2 separate regions of the Danio rerio genome follow, and region 2 is linked to region 1. Evidence: chromatin contacts called from public Micro-C data. All regions are on one chromosome and are shown on one strand. The core of a region is the stretch at or near the end of the contact, and the rest is flanking DNA. Distances in the headings are between cores, read along the strand shown. Region 1 holds the start of pkig (protein kinase (cAMP-dependent, catalytic) inhibitor gamma). Region 2 holds the start of si:dkey-78k11.9.

Evidence for each region. A called contact is a pair of places that touch in the nucleus more often than the background predicts.
Region 2: a contact with region 1 is called in a Micro-C map of caudal fin, with 5 times the contacts expected there. The contact joins the promoter of si:dkey-78k11.9 here to the promoter of pkig in region 1. A contact is called at or near these places in 1 of 18 Hi-C or Micro-C datasets (caudal fin) and 1 of 4 datasets of contacts at active chromatin or transcription factors (caudal fin).

Annotation. Positions count from the first base shown.
Region 1 is chr23:28,821,897-28,824,917 of GRCz12tu, forward strand. pkig (protein kinase (cAMP-dependent, catalytic) inhibitor gamma) reads left to right here and starts at 1,563. Exons shown (of 3, transcript NM_001166156.3): 1 at 1,563-2,114. LOC137489129 (a long non-coding RNA gene) reads right to left here and starts at 1,836. Exons shown (of 3, transcript XR_011008480.2): 1 at 1,738-1,836; 2 at 1,412-1,492.
Region 2 is chr23:28,950,755-28,953,775 of GRCz12tu, forward strand. It overlaps si:dkey-78k11.9, which reads left to right and starts at 1,485. Exons shown (of 2, transcript XM_073939898.1): 1 at 1,485-1,497; 2 at 2,890-3,021. The coding sequence starts at 1,485. It also overlaps a transcript of ccn5 not described here.

The DNA of each region.
Region 1 (3,021 bases), core at 313-2,812:
ACGGCCTGGCGCCCGGTTTGGCCGTGCACTCCCTGGAGCGAGGGAACAATCAAGCCCTGAGGACCCTCAGAAAACACTGGAGGCCGGTACTGGGACCTCGCTGCGAGGGTTATGGTTATCGTCTATTTTAAACTATAGTTTCAAACTTTAGTTTACTATAGTTTGAAATAGAAACCATGGTAACTGTAATGATTTAACTTTATGCAAAGAGCTTAGAATGACCAAGAGGCGACACTCAATAGAACGTTTCACTGTGAAAGCGATCGGCCGTCCATTGGATCTCATTGCTGTCGCGATGGCAAGCAGCTGCTTTGTTTTTAAATAATTTATTCAAAAAGTGCCTTAAAGCTGAGATACAACAGAGAGAATACAAACTTGTTGATAAAATGGCCACCGCGCCATCTAGTGTCTGTTTCTCAAGTTGTACTAGACTAGAGTGTCGCCTCTTGATGATTTTGTGCTCTTTGCTCTATGTCTGACTGTTGTAATGTTTTACTTTGTTTTTCAGCTGAGTTGCTGTGCAAAGGACTGACTATTGAAAACAACAGTTGAAGACAACCGCGGGTTATATTAACGAGCGCGCGCATTATGTTTCCGTGCTGTTTTCTGAAAGTTTATCTTGTTTAGATAAGTTTGCAGGTCAAACAAAATAAACTTTACTCTATACACCTGACTCGTGTTTTATTTGTCTTCTACAGCAATTCACAGTCATATAAGTCTGTTGAATGCATTTCTATGCAACATGACTTGACAATACAGTAGTCTAACAAATAGTTATTATAAATGTACCTTCATTAGTCAACAGGTGTAGGTAATAAAAAGTTAATCAAATATGTCCTAATATATAACGGTAATGTTATAGTTGTTACATAACTGTATTTATTATTATTCTGTATGTTAAAAACCAGCAGATTTACTATATATTTAACATGTCATGAACTTACTGTTATTCAAAATTTGCTTAATAAGATGTCTTAAGGCAAGAATGGGTTTTGGTTTTATGCCAAACTACTGTAGGTTTTAGGTTTAATACAGCAGATATAGGCTACCTATATCATAATATTGGTAGTCTGAGTTTTTTAATGACCCAAATCAAGTAAAACGTCTCTTACTCAAGTACTTTTAGCATGCAAAAGTCAAATTTAGCTATATAAAATAGTTTCCTACAACAAAATTTTGTCTTGTGAAAATGACCAGTGGTGGTGAGAAAAAAAGTTTATGTCGTTTTATATATATATATATATATATATATACGCTACACTATGTATTTAAATACTGGTCAATAAGGTGGTACTTGATAAAAAAAAAAGTTTGAGAATGACTGGTCTAATGATTATTATTGTAAATGATGTGTACCATCTCTGTCTTACAATAAATGTTAAAAAAGAGTGAAGTGCAGTATGATGTTTACCAGAAGATGGAGACATAAACCACATGGCGAAAACTTCATCCACACACTTCCTTTCTTTAGATGGCGAAAGGAATGGTTTATCTTCGCAGGTGGTGTAAATCATCTTAAAATCATACGTACACAGTTAAAACACCAAAGTAATATCTTCTTTAAAGTATAATGCTTCCAGACGTGATTATTCTACTTAATTAGCTATGTATTCCTACAGCTGTGACTAAGTTGCCACATATTTATGATACAAACAACCACGCAAGTGTGGCGTTTTAGCGGAAACTGACGTTACCATGGCAATTTTGTAAAGGTATTCAGCAGGCGAATTCACCTACCTGCACGCCAGCTTGAAGACTTTTCAGAAACCTCCCTAAACAAACATTTTCAATATACAAATTGTCTGCATTTTACCATACTAGAAGCTCCGCGTGAACAATGCCAAGTGCTGTTGTTGGTGAGAGAGCGGGCGGAGGGTGATTGGCTGTGGGATCTCTCCATTTTGGAAACAGCTGTTTAAAGCCCTGTCCCTCTTTCTCATTGTGTTAAACTGACTGTCAGAGGAGCGTTGGATTTGACTGGGAATCTCGGAACAGATCAATTGAAATCTATCAAATCGGTGCGGGAATGCGGGAAGAGCGCTTGGAAATGAAGGGGAATCCCGACAAAGAGTGAATGGCGTTGTAACAAGTGGAAGAAAGTGAAGAGGATCAAGGTTAGTGCTCGATACTGTTGATGATGGGCGATTATTGTAGTCGACAACAAGCGAATGTGCAAACATTTTAAAACACCATTACTGCGTCAAAGGTTAGTTTTTGTTGACGTTACGCGAAAATGTAGGTAAACACCGTGGTTAACTTGAGATTTGTTACGCTTCTTTGACTTTCAAAGATTTGGGAGTAACGTTAACGTTAGGCTAATGATGTACTGTACGTCAAGGAGCTAATTTAGCTTATGTTATTCGTGTTTAAATGGAATTTAATAGTTTGATTTTCGTTCAGATATATAGCTGGGTTAGTAAAATGGCTAGGGTTGTTTTTCTTTACTCGGCTGTTGTTTACTTGTAGCATTTCTCAAGTGTTTTGCTTTTATAGGCGATACACCGCTTTTGCCAATTTAAATCTTAAAGAAACAGTTCAGACTAAATTGAAAATTTCTTCACTTCGTTGCAGTCATGTACCATTTATGAGGAATGCGATGTAAGGGAGAATTTAAAGGTGTAGTTTTGTTTTACTAAGTAGTAATTTTCTATTTACTCTTCCTCTAGATGTTTTGAAGAAAGCTGAAAACCTGTAACCATTGACTTCTGGTATATGTTGTTTTTTTCCTTCAAAGGAATTCAGTGGTTACATTTTTCTTTAAAATAATCAGGGTTCAACATAAATAAAGATTTGGAACCAATGAACTATCTCTTTAGGTACTGACAACTTAATGTACTTCTTTTTAAAAGAGTTAATGGTGACTGGAACTGTCATTCTGCCTTACAACATGAAAATTAGCGAATGATGGTAAAATGTTTCTTTTTGCTGTCCAATCATGCAAACTAGCCTTTTGTCAAGAGTCTTGACATTTTTATAGTCTTTTATTTGCAGAAGGAGGGAGTGTGAGAGGTGTGTTTGGCA
Region 2 (3,021 bases), core at 235-2,734, 130 kb after region 1:
TTGAATATTTCTATTATTATCAAGTCTTGACTGTCATACAGTCTGACATTAATGACAACCCACAGTGTGACATTAGCTGGGAACATGTTCTTACAGTCTGACAAGCAACAATTGTAAAAGACGCTAATAAATCATACAGTGTTGACTCAGCTTTAACTCAGGATTTTACTCACTAAAAAAAACCCTCTTTAACAAAACATGTAAGCCATCTGAGATTTTGCAGCAGTGTTTTAAGCACTGTGATTCAGATAGACTTCTTTGTTAAATGAAATAGTTTATGAGTTAAAGATCTGCCAGAGATTTCATTTTTAATGTTTTTTTAGTCTGTGGGGTTTACACAATGGCAGCTGTTCTTTGAGTCAGAGAAAAAATTACTTTCAATTCACTTGAAAAATACCGAACAGATGTATAATAGTAGACATTGTCTTTATTAGTTTTATGCGAGGATACTAGACAACATCTGTGGCTATTATTGAATTCCAAAGCTATTATCTTACAAAGAAATTGAAATGGAAAATAAAAAACTAAATGGTATCCCCTTTCACTAAAATTATCTAAGCAGCAGCAAAAAACAACAACATATAAACATAAAAAGCAGAAGTACTTCATTTTAATAATAACTGTCTCGACTTAGACCTAACCAATGCCTGAAGTATGGCGTTCTCACATGTTTTTACTGTAGACTTTATTTAAAAACCCACAAAAACTATTTCCATGTTTACTAGTTTCATGCAAAAAAAAAAAAAAAAAAAACTGTATATATTTGTAATTAATTTTTTATGTCTGTATGTTTCTGTCATTAATTCTAGAATATTTGTGGACTGTATTTCAAGTCTTATTGCACTGTCATTTGCCACCTTACAAGAATGCAGACAAAACATGTCAAACTTCATACAAACCTGGTCTCTCAAAAATTCTCAATAATAAAGTTGTACCTAAATGCTTTTCTTTGGCTTCAAGTTCAATTTCCAAGATAAATTTCTTGCTCTAAAATGTTCAGAAGCATAAGGCTGCCCTCTCTTGTATTTTCGAGGAAGTGCGACTATAATGTTCTTGAATTTGATGCTTAAATAAGTTAGTTTTGGGGGTGACACGGTGGCTCAGTGGCTAGCACTGTTGCCTCACAGCAAGTAGGTTGCTGCTTTGAGTCCCAGCTGGGTCAGTTGGGATTTCTTTCTGGAGTTTGCATGTTCTCCCCATGTTCATGTGGGTTTCCTCCGTATGCTCCGGTTTCAGTCCAAAGACATGTATAGGTATGGTGAATTGAATAAACTAAATTGGCTATAGTGTATGAGTGTGTATGAATGTTTACCAGTGATGGGTTGTGGATGGAAGGGTATTATTTTAGAATTAATTAATTGTATTCATGAATGAATGAATGAATTAATTAATTAATGAATGAATTAATTAAGTTTAATTTACATTTTGATTTAATCTAGGATTTTATTATACATTATTTTATTATTAACAAAGTTAAATACACCATGTGGTCCCAGAGTTGGCCCTAGAATTTGGGGGACCCCAAGCTAAATTTCTCAAATAGTCTAGACTTGCTTATTTGTTCTCTCTTCACTGAACCAAACTGATATTACTGCCCCTTTATGTACAAACATGAATGCATAGTCCTAAAGGGATTTCACCTAAAAATGAGTTCACCTAAAACTGAAAATTACTACGCTCCCTCATGTGGTTTTAAACCTTTATGAGTTTCCTATGAGACAAAGCAGATATTTAAAAAAAAATGTTGTTTGAAGGTATTTTTGACTTTCATAGTAAGGAAAAAAAGATTGTGGAAATCTATTGGTACCATCAACCAGCATTTTTTATGTAACTATATTTTCTGTTCAACAGAAGACATTATGATTTCATTTTGGGGTGAACTATCCCTTTAATCCATGGAATGGGCCCCCCTGGTGGCTACGGCGGCCCTTTGCAACCACTTATATGGGTTAATAGGTAGGGCCATGAAATGTAGTTTTTAAATTTTATATTTTACATATTAAGGTTTATAAAGTTTGCAGTTTTAAGCACCAAAAATGGTCAAGGTTTATTTGTAAAAATGAAACTTTCAATCCTCATTTTCACTTAAAAAAACAAACAAAACACAAAGGTTGTTACTGTACCTTTAGCAGAAAAAGAAATAATTGGCCATAGTTGTGATGGGCTAAATTCACAGCACCATCAATGCTCTCTGTTAGTAATTGCTTTACTCAAATGGCAAGCAGAACCAGATCCTGTGGTTTAAGAGAACAATACAACACTTAATGTTGAATGAATATTGTTAGAGTTTTATTATTACTTGTTGTATAACAAAACATGTTAAGAAATTACACTGTTTCTTAATCAACATAAATCCAAATTCTCAGGTCAGGCAAATATTTCTAATTCTTCCTACATCAATGATGCATGTAAACGTCACAATAATCCCGATTTAGGATGTGGGCATTCCAGAATAGCATTAAAAATAATATATATATATATATATTTTTTTTTATTTATTTTTTTTTTTTAAACTTTTTTGTTTTCAGTTCTGAATCTTGCAGCTGGCTGTGGTTTTATGGTAGAGTGCCCTCTTAAATGTGCTTCTCCATTTTTTTTGAACGGCATAATTGGCATTAGAACTTTTTTTGTTAACTATGGAGGGCCTTACAGTGATAAAAAGGGTGGTATTTGAATTCAAAACCAGAAGTAGCCTACAATAGTTCCTTTTTTCAATTTCCACTTTGTGGGTGGGCTAAATATAAGTAATAGCATATCTTCTTTATGAGCGACAGAAAAAATAAACAGCTATTTCTGTCATAAATTTTCTTCTATAATCTTTGGAGATTAGATCAAGTTCAAAGTGCATAGTTCTTCTTTTTTAAAATTGTGGTAGGCTACGTCAGTGAGCGTTCTCACTTCCTGTGACACATTTCCATTTACAAGAATGTCATCCTATACTGCACCTCAAAACAGCTATAACTCCATCAAGAACATCGGATGATCATCTTTTACCAATAATGGAGTCCAACTCTACCTGTA